Linked DNA regions of Mus musculus: region 2 is linked to region 1. A link is a contact called in public Hi-C data. All regions are on one chromosome and are shown on one strand. The core of a region is the stretch at or near the end of the contact, and the rest is flanking DNA. Distances in the headings are between cores, read along the strand shown. Region 1 overlaps Mvb12b (multivesicular body subunit 12B). Region 2 overlaps Pbx3 (pre B cell leukemia homeobox 3).

Region 1 (4,426 bases), core at 1,431-3,930:
CTCTGTGCTGTTCTTGAGCCTCTCCCCTGTAGCAGATGGGCTAAGATGTAGTGTCCTGTAGTGCATGCGAGCTGTGTGTGACTGCCCAGCCTCCTATTGTAAGTCCCCACCTCAGTCACTTTACCAAATGCCTCCTTGCAGTCAGGTCCGGGCACAAGGGGCTTACATCTCTGCCACCAGCATCCTGGTGGCCACCATCGTGCGGCCTTACGTTTCTTACAACATGAAACACTCTCCCCTCCGACAGCCAGTAGGCTGCAGAGCTCCCTTAAGGCTGCGGGTGAGGACTTCACTATAGAAGTTGGTACAGAGAAGCTCCGTTTGCTCTGCACAGGGGCAGGAGCAGTAATCTGCATGCTCCCTTACCCATGTGTAGGTGAAATTCTGTTGTCCTTGTCCAAGTCTCATAAGTCAAGGCTTCTAAGTTACTCCTTCCTCCCTGATTGACCTCGGGAGGCTCCAAACTCTGGAGCTCTGCTTGGCCATCTCAAAAAACGATCAGAAGTGGCACGGGGCCCTGCAAGCATCTGAGGCCATAGCACGCAAATGCTGTGTGGAGTGAACAGAAGCTTAGAGCTTACATTGGATGGTTGGTGGCAGGCTGGTATGGCCTCTCTCTGCATGTTGATGGGACTTGCCTGCCTCCCTCTCTGACAAGCTTGTGGCTTTCCAAGGATTCTTCATTGGTGGGACTATGTGTGTTGTGGCAGATTCTCAGGTGGTGCTAGGATGTCACAACGTGGGCCCTCCTTCCTGTGTTAATATCACAAACCTGTGACATTAGCCTTCTCTTCTGGGTTCTAGGGCCCAGCTGCAGTGGGAGATGGCCCCTGCCACAGGTGTTTGTTGAGCATGGAAAGCTCACACAGGAAGTAGCCCATAGAGAGAGGGCCCAGAGTGCAGGCCGGCCCTCTTCCCTGTGGTCATTATGGACACAGCCTAACATACATGTATAGCCCATCACAGCAGACACTGGACCGGGTTTCATCCCTTCCTCCCGCGTTCTTTTTTCTACTTCTACTTTTCCTCTTCCCCAGCCCTGAAAGCTGGCCCCAGTGTTTGAATACCAGGGAAGCCTTCATTTTAGGAAACATTTGGGGGTGGGGTGCACAATGTCCACTCCAAAATCACAGTCTACAACAAACCACCCTCTTACTGCAGGCTGCAGGTCCCTGCACTAAGGGCCAGATCTGGACACTGAGTTTTGCCTCAGCTCAGTCAGCAGCCGGGTTCTCTGTTCACGGGTGACACTGTGAGGGCCTGCACCACATGTTCCTCCTCTGTGGCAATACTGCCACCAGTTTGGCGGTGGAGATCTAGACACAGATGGATTGCAAGGCACATGGTACATACAGGAAGGAAGTGGCTTCCCAGGCCCCGCACTTCTCTCACACAGGCTGCTTGGTCCACATCCTTCCTCATGTCCTATGGAAACTAAGCACAGGGGCAAGTCTTAATTCAGCCCTGAAGCCATGACAAAGAATCAGTGACTGTGAGCACGTGTTGTAGTCCCCCCCCCCCCGCCCCTCCCACATACACACTGAGCTCACTCTTCCAGGCCTGGGCACATTCCCTGCAGACTCAGAGCACACACCTCCCTGCCATTAGCCAAACGTCTTTTATACATGACTTCAGATGCTCACTGCAAGTCCAGGCCAGGACTCAGGCCTAGCCATCTGACCACCGAACTACTTGTCTTTCCATGGAGGCCAATGAGCACCCAACACCACCCAGGGGATCTGTGGCTTGGCCAAGAAAATGAACAAAAACATGCCTCTGCCAGCTTCCTCCCACTCACGCACCACTTCTTCCTGCTGTCATCATTTATGATATAGGTCAGACTCCCGGCCCAGGGTAGGAAAGGGCTTCCACACCAGCCCTGGGCATACCCTGACTGACTGCCTATACTCAGAGGAGTCGTGCAGACATCTGCATCTCTGGGTCGGATGTAGTCACTGAGAACAGGGGACACCCTGTCCTGTCCCACTCTAGCTCCCAGCCACGTGCCCTGGGTAGCAGCTGCCTCCAGCCAGATGCTCACTGGTCCTCTGTACTTGCATCTAAGAGTCTTGGACAGCAACCATGTCTTGAGTGCCTTCCTCTCCTCTCTTCTCTTGCAGCAATGGATGGTGTGCCTTTTATGATTTCAGAGAAGTTTTCCTGCATTCCAGAAAGTGTAAGTTTTATGTATGACCCCCTCCTCCTCTCCCACCCCAACCTGAAATCCTGTAGCTTCCGTGTACATGAGCTACGCTTAGCTATGTCTAGCTGGCCCGCCGGCTGGCTGAGACTGGGTCTCACAATGCAGCCCTGCTGGCCTAGCTTTGTGCACCAAGCCAGCCTTGTCCTTGCAGAGATGCATCTGCCTCTGCCTCCTGAGAGCTAAGATTAAAACATGCACTGCCCAGGCTTAATGGGTTTTCTTGAGACATAGAGCTCTGGCTGGTCTGGCACTCACTATACAGATCAGGCTGTCACTGGACTCAGAGATCTCCTCCCTAGTGCTGTGCCACCACATGTGGCCTTGATTTTTCTTCATGGTGATGGAGTTGGCCGTAGTTCCCACTGTCATTGCTGTATTCTGTGTGCACACTGCATGCTCCACTATGGCACGGAGGGCCAATGCCTCTGCCTATACTTTGCCCACATTGAGCCCTAAGCCCTCCTGAATGGTAGAGGGTTGGGTAAGCCAGCCAAGAGCAGAGGCCAGTAGCCAGACCATGAGCAGTGCCAGCCACAGCCAGGGCCCTGTCCTGAGCAACATCCCCTCCTGGAGTCACACCTCCGATAGTGCCTGGTCCTCAGGACACCCTTCACCCCTCTCTCAGCTATGCAAGCCTGAGGTGTGCTGGGTCACTAAACTTGTTTCTGGCTTTTATCCTTCCTGCAGAAGATTGCTTTGAGGCATCACTAAACACCACGGCCCTAGTTTGGCCCAGCTAAAGACCCCTTCAGTGTTTTTCTTGGACCCAGTTTAAAACCACCCGGCTGGCGATCCAACCTGCTCTGTTGTTTCCATTTTTATGAAATATAATAGGCCTCCTCTGAACCCTTCTGGTAAGCGCTTAATCTTGAAAAATGCTCCTGACGTGACACAGGAAGCCTGAGGAACTTCAGCGGAGCCACTTGGCTGTGTTGCCATGGAGACGCTGGCACTCTCCCCCATGCTCCCTGGGAGAGGCTGCTCTGCCCTGCTCACCAGCTCCAGTTGAGAAAGTTTAGTGGAATAGTTAGAGCCTAATGATGCAACAGCTGGACCTCTGCTGGCTCCTGGGCCAGGCGGGCAGGCAGCCCCGTCCTCACACCACGCAGGCTGGCGTCTCCAGCACAGCCAAACTGTTTTGTGGCTACTGGTAGCACAGCCCCAGGAGCTCAGGGTCTAATTTGGTGGCCCTGTCCCAAGTTCGCCCTCACAAATATGTTGCTGCCAATTCAGCGGAGCACTCAAGGCCCCGGATGCAGGCCAAGCTCAGCGTTAAGCTCTTCCAAGCACTTCTCTGCTTAATCCCCCTGCAGCCAGGCCAGAAGGGCCTGCCCAGGCCACTTTAACAGGCTTTTAAAGTAAAGGTGACGGGGTGTCCAGATGCCTCAGCACGTAAAAGGCCTGTGGCACAAGTCCAATCACTGGAATTCGGTCCCAGGGATTCACAGAAAAAGACCGGATACAGTGGCATTCGTGTGTAACCCTAGCACCCCTAAGAGATGGGAGCCATAGCCTGTCGGCCTGGAGTGCAAAGCATAGCAGAAATGAGAGAAACCTGCCTCAACAAGGTGGAAAGAGACCCAGCTCCTGAAAGCCGCCCTCACACTCACATACTCTCTATAGATATCTAACTGAATAGGTAGGTAGGCAAGCAGGCAGGCAAGCAGACAGGCAGGCTGACAGACAGACAAGATTGACCCATCCCGTACCATGAGGCAGCCAGTTTGGACTCCAGAGCCACCCTCCAGCCTCCCCCGCGCCCCCCCCCCCAGGACCCCCTGGCCCTGTGCAGACACCAGCCCTATCCCCACCACAGCACTTTGACCACAGCTCCTGGGTTCTGTGGGGCTCTCAGGCTTTCCCTGCTGGCGAGGCTGCAGAAAGCCTGGCTTTTGCTACTCCTAGGAAATACAGAGCTGGTGTACTCGGAAGGAGCCTGCAGCTTCACCGACAGGGAGGCTCGTGTGTCTCACAGGCTTCTCCGGACCTCCAACTGACCTTCTTGGCCTGTATATTCGCCAAGAAATGTCCCACTGTCCATCGGATTCAGAGCCCCATTAATATGCAAAACTGCCCCATTCGCCCCTTTGACCTGATGGACAGGGATCCCCTTCTCCATCACTGCCAAAGATCTGAAGTCCACCTGACGCTTCCCTGTATACTGCAGACCCCGGGAACTCCTTAGACCTGACACTGTTCTATAGAGACAGCAGTCAAGGTGGC
Region 2 (4,426 bases), core at 666-3,165, 420 kb before region 1:
CTGTCTCTCCTCTCCCTTCTCCCTTCTCCTCCTCTCAATCTCTCTCTCTCTCTCTCTTTCTGACTAGATCTTAAGCATTGGAAGCTGGCCTTGAACTTCCCATCTTCCTGTCTCTACCTCCAGAATGCAGGGATTGTGTATATGCTCTACCACTCCTGTTTAAGTGGTACTGTGGATGAAACCCAGGGCTCTGTGCTTGCCAGGCAAGCACCAAACAACACTACACCCCAGGCCTATCTTTCTGGTTTTAGAATGACATAATTTGGGGCTGGAGAGATGACTTAGTGGTTAAGAGTCCTTATAGAGAACCCAGGCTTGGTTCCTAGCATGCACATGAGGGACCTTACATCCTGAAACAACCTCTAATTCTTATTTCAGGAGATCTGATACTCTATGACCTTCTCATTGAGGTGCACATAAATACATACAGGTGTACATACATACACATAAAATAAATTAATCTTCAGAATGTCATAACTCTGTTTTGGGAAGGGATCATAAGGCTCTCTGATAGGTTCGTCCCTCTGAAGGCTGCCCCTGCTCCAGGCATGAGCCCCACATCAATATTTTGACGTCTCTACCCTTTCATCCAGCTCCAGATAATCTGGCCAGACTCTACCTATTTCTTCTTCAAAATGTCTGCCTGCCAGGTCATCCTGTGCACACCTACTTCAGGCCTGCCATTGGAAGAGTGGGAGATGGGAAAGTCGGTGGCAGGCAGGAGGGCCTGAGACCGATGGGCTGAGCACATGGACCTCATTTCCTGAATTTCTAGTTGTCAGAATTACGGCCAGTTTGTAAGAGTGCATAAGAAGGAGAGCAGATTGTTTTTTTTTTTTTTGTTTTGTTTTGTTTTGTTTTGTTTTGTTTTTCTAGTCCAGAATAAAGTATATGTTTAGTCAAGGCTATCCAAGGATGGAGCCATGGACTCTGCTGTGGACACCACAGCTCTGGAAATGTGGATTGTAGGAGCACAGAGAAAAGAGGAGAAGCACCTTTCCTTCCACTTAAACCAGATGTGCTGGAGGTTATGGCAGGTCTTATGAGAATCTAAACATTGAGATCTAACATTCTTTATAAAAGTTAGGAATAGAAAGAGAAACCTCAGAGACATCCACATAGAGAGGATCACTGGAAGTTTGGGATGTGGATGGGGAGAAAGAGAAAAGGATCAAGAGGTGAGCCTTGGAGGACAGACGGACAGACGGACACACACAGAGAGAGAGAGAGAGAGAGAGAGAGAGAGAGAGAGAGAGAGAAGAGGCAGGTGTTGGAATAAAATGTGGAGAGTCCATGAGAAGAATGACTTCTGGGAAGGATGGCTGGCATTGCTGAGAGGCTAAGCCTTGCCTGAGGATAACTGAGTGGCCTGGCCAACCACCTTGTTTTGGGGTGGGTTTTTTATATTTCTGAGGAGGCTGTGCTGCAGCCTGGGTCCTCTCAAGTGTGCTCATGTGTGTTTATGTGCACGTGTGTGTATTCAGTGCTCTGATGGCAGCATATGGGCAACAGTAAGGCCAGTGCTGTCTTTCTCTCAGGGAGCCCTTGCCAGAGCTTTCTAGCCTTCTCCAGGAGGGTGAGTGCCATCAGTTGAAGAATGAGAGCACCATTTCCAAAGCAATTAAAGACTTGGCAGAAGTGGCCAGCAGGGCTGCCCACTGTAGAAAATTGGGTTGGAGGGCTCTGAACTGCATCCCATTCCTTTTTCTCTGCCCAGGGCCCCTGAGGAGCTCTTCTGGATAATACCTAGGGTAGAGCAATGGCTGATACCACACCAATGGTTTCTCTGCTAGATTTAACAGGCAGTTCCTGGGAATATTTTTAAATTGTTACTTAAATTGTAGCCTAGGAGGCAAACTCCTAGGCAACAGCATTGGGCATGCCTTCTTACATATGGCTATATGACTTAGCTTCTTTACATATCTCGACTACAGGTATCTGGGTACATTGTGTGAATCCAAGTGCTAAGTGTTGGGCTCTTCTTTTGCTGTCTATGAGTTGTGATGAAATCAGCCTTCTGCCAACATGCTCTTTCACATTTGTACTGGCTGACATCACAAGCAGTTTGGAAAAAAGAAAAAGAAAAAAACCTCTGTTCTGCCTTATGGAATCAGCCATTCCTCTGTATTTGCCTTTGGTCTTATGGAGATGGCTTGAATTTTCAGGTTGAGGCTTCCCACACAGTCACTGGCAGAGCCTGAGCAGCCATCTTGGCAGATGTGCAGTGTCTTCCAAGGCAGGAGACAAAGGGATTTTTCATCCATTATTAATTGATGTCCCTCTTCAGCAGACCAAACATGATTCTACTATATAGCTGCCAAAATTGTTTCAGGTCCACAAAAGAACAATAAGTCATTCTTTTCAAGTGTGCTTCTTAGTACCTAATTTAACAAATGTTTCCAGTAGCTTTTCAGCTTCTTTTAGTAGTCTGATTACTATGTTTGATGCACATACAATTGGGTATTTTTACGAGCAGTACTCCCAACCATTTTAGTGTTCTCATGACCAATTCCAAGAAACAATGTTCTTCCATTAGCGTTCAAAAGACTATGCCAAAGTGGAAAGTGAACCCCCTAAAACCATTTTACATTACCTATGTGGTACGAAGTGGCAGGCAGGGCACTGTGTCAACTAGAGGCTTCTTATTATCCCAGAGTAAGCACCTGAAGTTTGGCTTTTTCTTCGTGACTTCTCTACCCTCCCTATTTCATGTTCCTGTACTTGATAGGTATCCAACTGGTTTGGCAACAAACGAATCAGGTACAAGAAGAACATCGGCAAATTTCAAGAGGAGGCCAATCTCTATGCTGCAAAAACAGCCGTGACAGCCGCACATGCAGTGGCTGCAGCCGTGCAGAACAACCAGACCAACTCACCCACCACGCCAAACTCTGGTGAGTACGGCTTGCTCACTCCCTACTCAGCCAGACAGGCATCTGCCACAGCCTCCCAGCCCACAGACTCTGAAGCTTCAGCCTTACTGGGTGCACAGTGGGGCTCTCGGGAGATTTGCATTTGCTTGCAGGCTTGTTCTGGAGATGGATAAATAAGGCCACAGCCTGTGCTGGTAAACCCACTGTTCACAGTCAGTGCCACTTGCTCCTGTAGATTCTAGAACCATTATACCAGTCATGGCCTTTAATTCAGCAGTTAGACAAAGGTCCATCATATACTGTGCTGCCCATCCCGTTAGGGTTATTGGTGATCTGTCAGAGTGAAGCAGCAGGATGTGCTGGTTGCTGGGCAGCTGAACGTTGGGCTGAGATGTTGCTGTGCTTCCTGTGTTCTTGACTTCAGGCTCGAGGTGCAACCTGTATCTGTGCCATGTGGCTTGCTGGGCTTATATATAAGGAGATGGGTTTTTTGGTTTTGCTTTTTGTGGTAGTAAGGATTGAACCCAGGGTTTTGCATAAGCAAAGCTTAGTCCTTTGCCATTGATCTACATAATTACCACCCCCCCTTTTAAGATAGTCTTATTAAATTGTCCAAGAAAGCCTTGAACTCACTTTATAGCTCTGTCTGGCCTCAGACTTGTGATTCCTCTGCCTCAGCTGCATAGGTGGGATTGCATGTGTGTGCCGCCACAGCTGGCTATAAATGCACTACTTTTGACTCCTTACACAGAACATTCTATTTAAGTTTTCTGTGGCATTTATGACAGAGATTGAAGAAATGTCTTTAAATTATGGGGAACTTGGCTGGCAGCGAAAAGTGCAGCTAGCCCAGTAGAAGAGTTGAAGGGTCTTGGAGGCTTTCTAGGGAGATTTAAATATATATATATTTAAAAGTCCAGGGAAGGCTGTCTGTTTTATTATACCCCATCATTTCTAATGGGAAAGGAAGTGTTATAGCTAGGAGAGAGTGTCAGAAAACTGTGTCTTCTCCAGGTAATTCTCCACCAAAACAGCAGCATTGACGAGCTCCTTTGACTAAGTCTGGAGAGAAATGGAAACAAGGCTAGGGCCAGCTCCTGCGTGCTTTCAGTCTATTTTGATTTGTCTCTGGTTTTTCATTTGGGTTCGCCCTCTATAATGTTCTTCCTGTGTGTAGTGTAAGTAGCAGGACCTTCCAGAGCTCCTTTAATGTTCTGTCCTTCTAAAGCTGGAAATGCCTCTCCCTTCTGCCTCTCTTGCTCTCCCTACCTCTAGGTCTTTGGGGGTTGTGTGTGTAGCTCGCTGTTATTCAGCTACTTAACTCTTTCCTTTCCAGGTTCTTCTGGTTCTTTTAACCTCCCAAATTCTGGGGACATGTTCATGAACATGCAGAGTCTGAATGGGGATTCTTACCAAGGGTCCCAAGTCGGAGCCAATGTGCAGTCACAGGTAGGAGAAATGCCCCAGCTGGGGCCTTTCTGGCAGGGTAGGGTTTGGGCTCAAAACTCCCCGCTCTGACCTATGGAAGTGGTCTGCACATCTATGCAGAACCT

Evidence for each region. Hi-C and Micro-C count contacts between places; a contact is called where the count stands out from the background.
Region 2: a contact with region 1 is called in a Hi-C map of cerebellum, with 1.7 times the contacts expected there. The contact joins two enhancer-like sites. A contact is called at or near these places in 2 of 484 Hi-C or Micro-C datasets (cerebellum and palatal mesenchyme).

Annotation. Positions count from the first base shown.
Region 1 is chr2:33,752,740-33,757,165 of GRCm38.p6, reverse strand. Mvb12b (multivesicular body subunit 12B) reads left to right here. Exons shown (of 10, transcript NM_175184.4): 8 at 2,121-2,176. All of the region lies in intron 2 of Gm52507 (a long non-coding RNA gene), which reads right to left. Among named protein-coding and RNA genes, the nearest start is that of Gm52507, 21 kb to the right of the region's middle. Within about 2 kb of position 2,680, at least 232 of the 459 cell types and tissues checked have an H3K27ac peak or open chromatin away from gene starts, as enhancers often do. A contact at or near this core is called in cerebellum, where this site is marked.
Region 2 is chr2:34,176,645-34,181,070 of GRCm38.p6, reverse strand. It overlaps Pbx3 (pre B cell leukemia homeobox 3), which reads left to right. Exons shown (of 9, transcript NM_016768.2): 6 at 2,729-2,894; 7 at 4,210-4,322. Among named protein-coding and RNA genes, the nearest start is that of C230014O12Rik, 71 kb to the right of the region's middle. Within about 2 kb of position 1,915, at least 14 of the 459 cell types and tissues checked have an H3K27ac peak or open chromatin away from gene starts, as enhancers often do. A contact at or near this core is called in cerebellum, where this site is marked.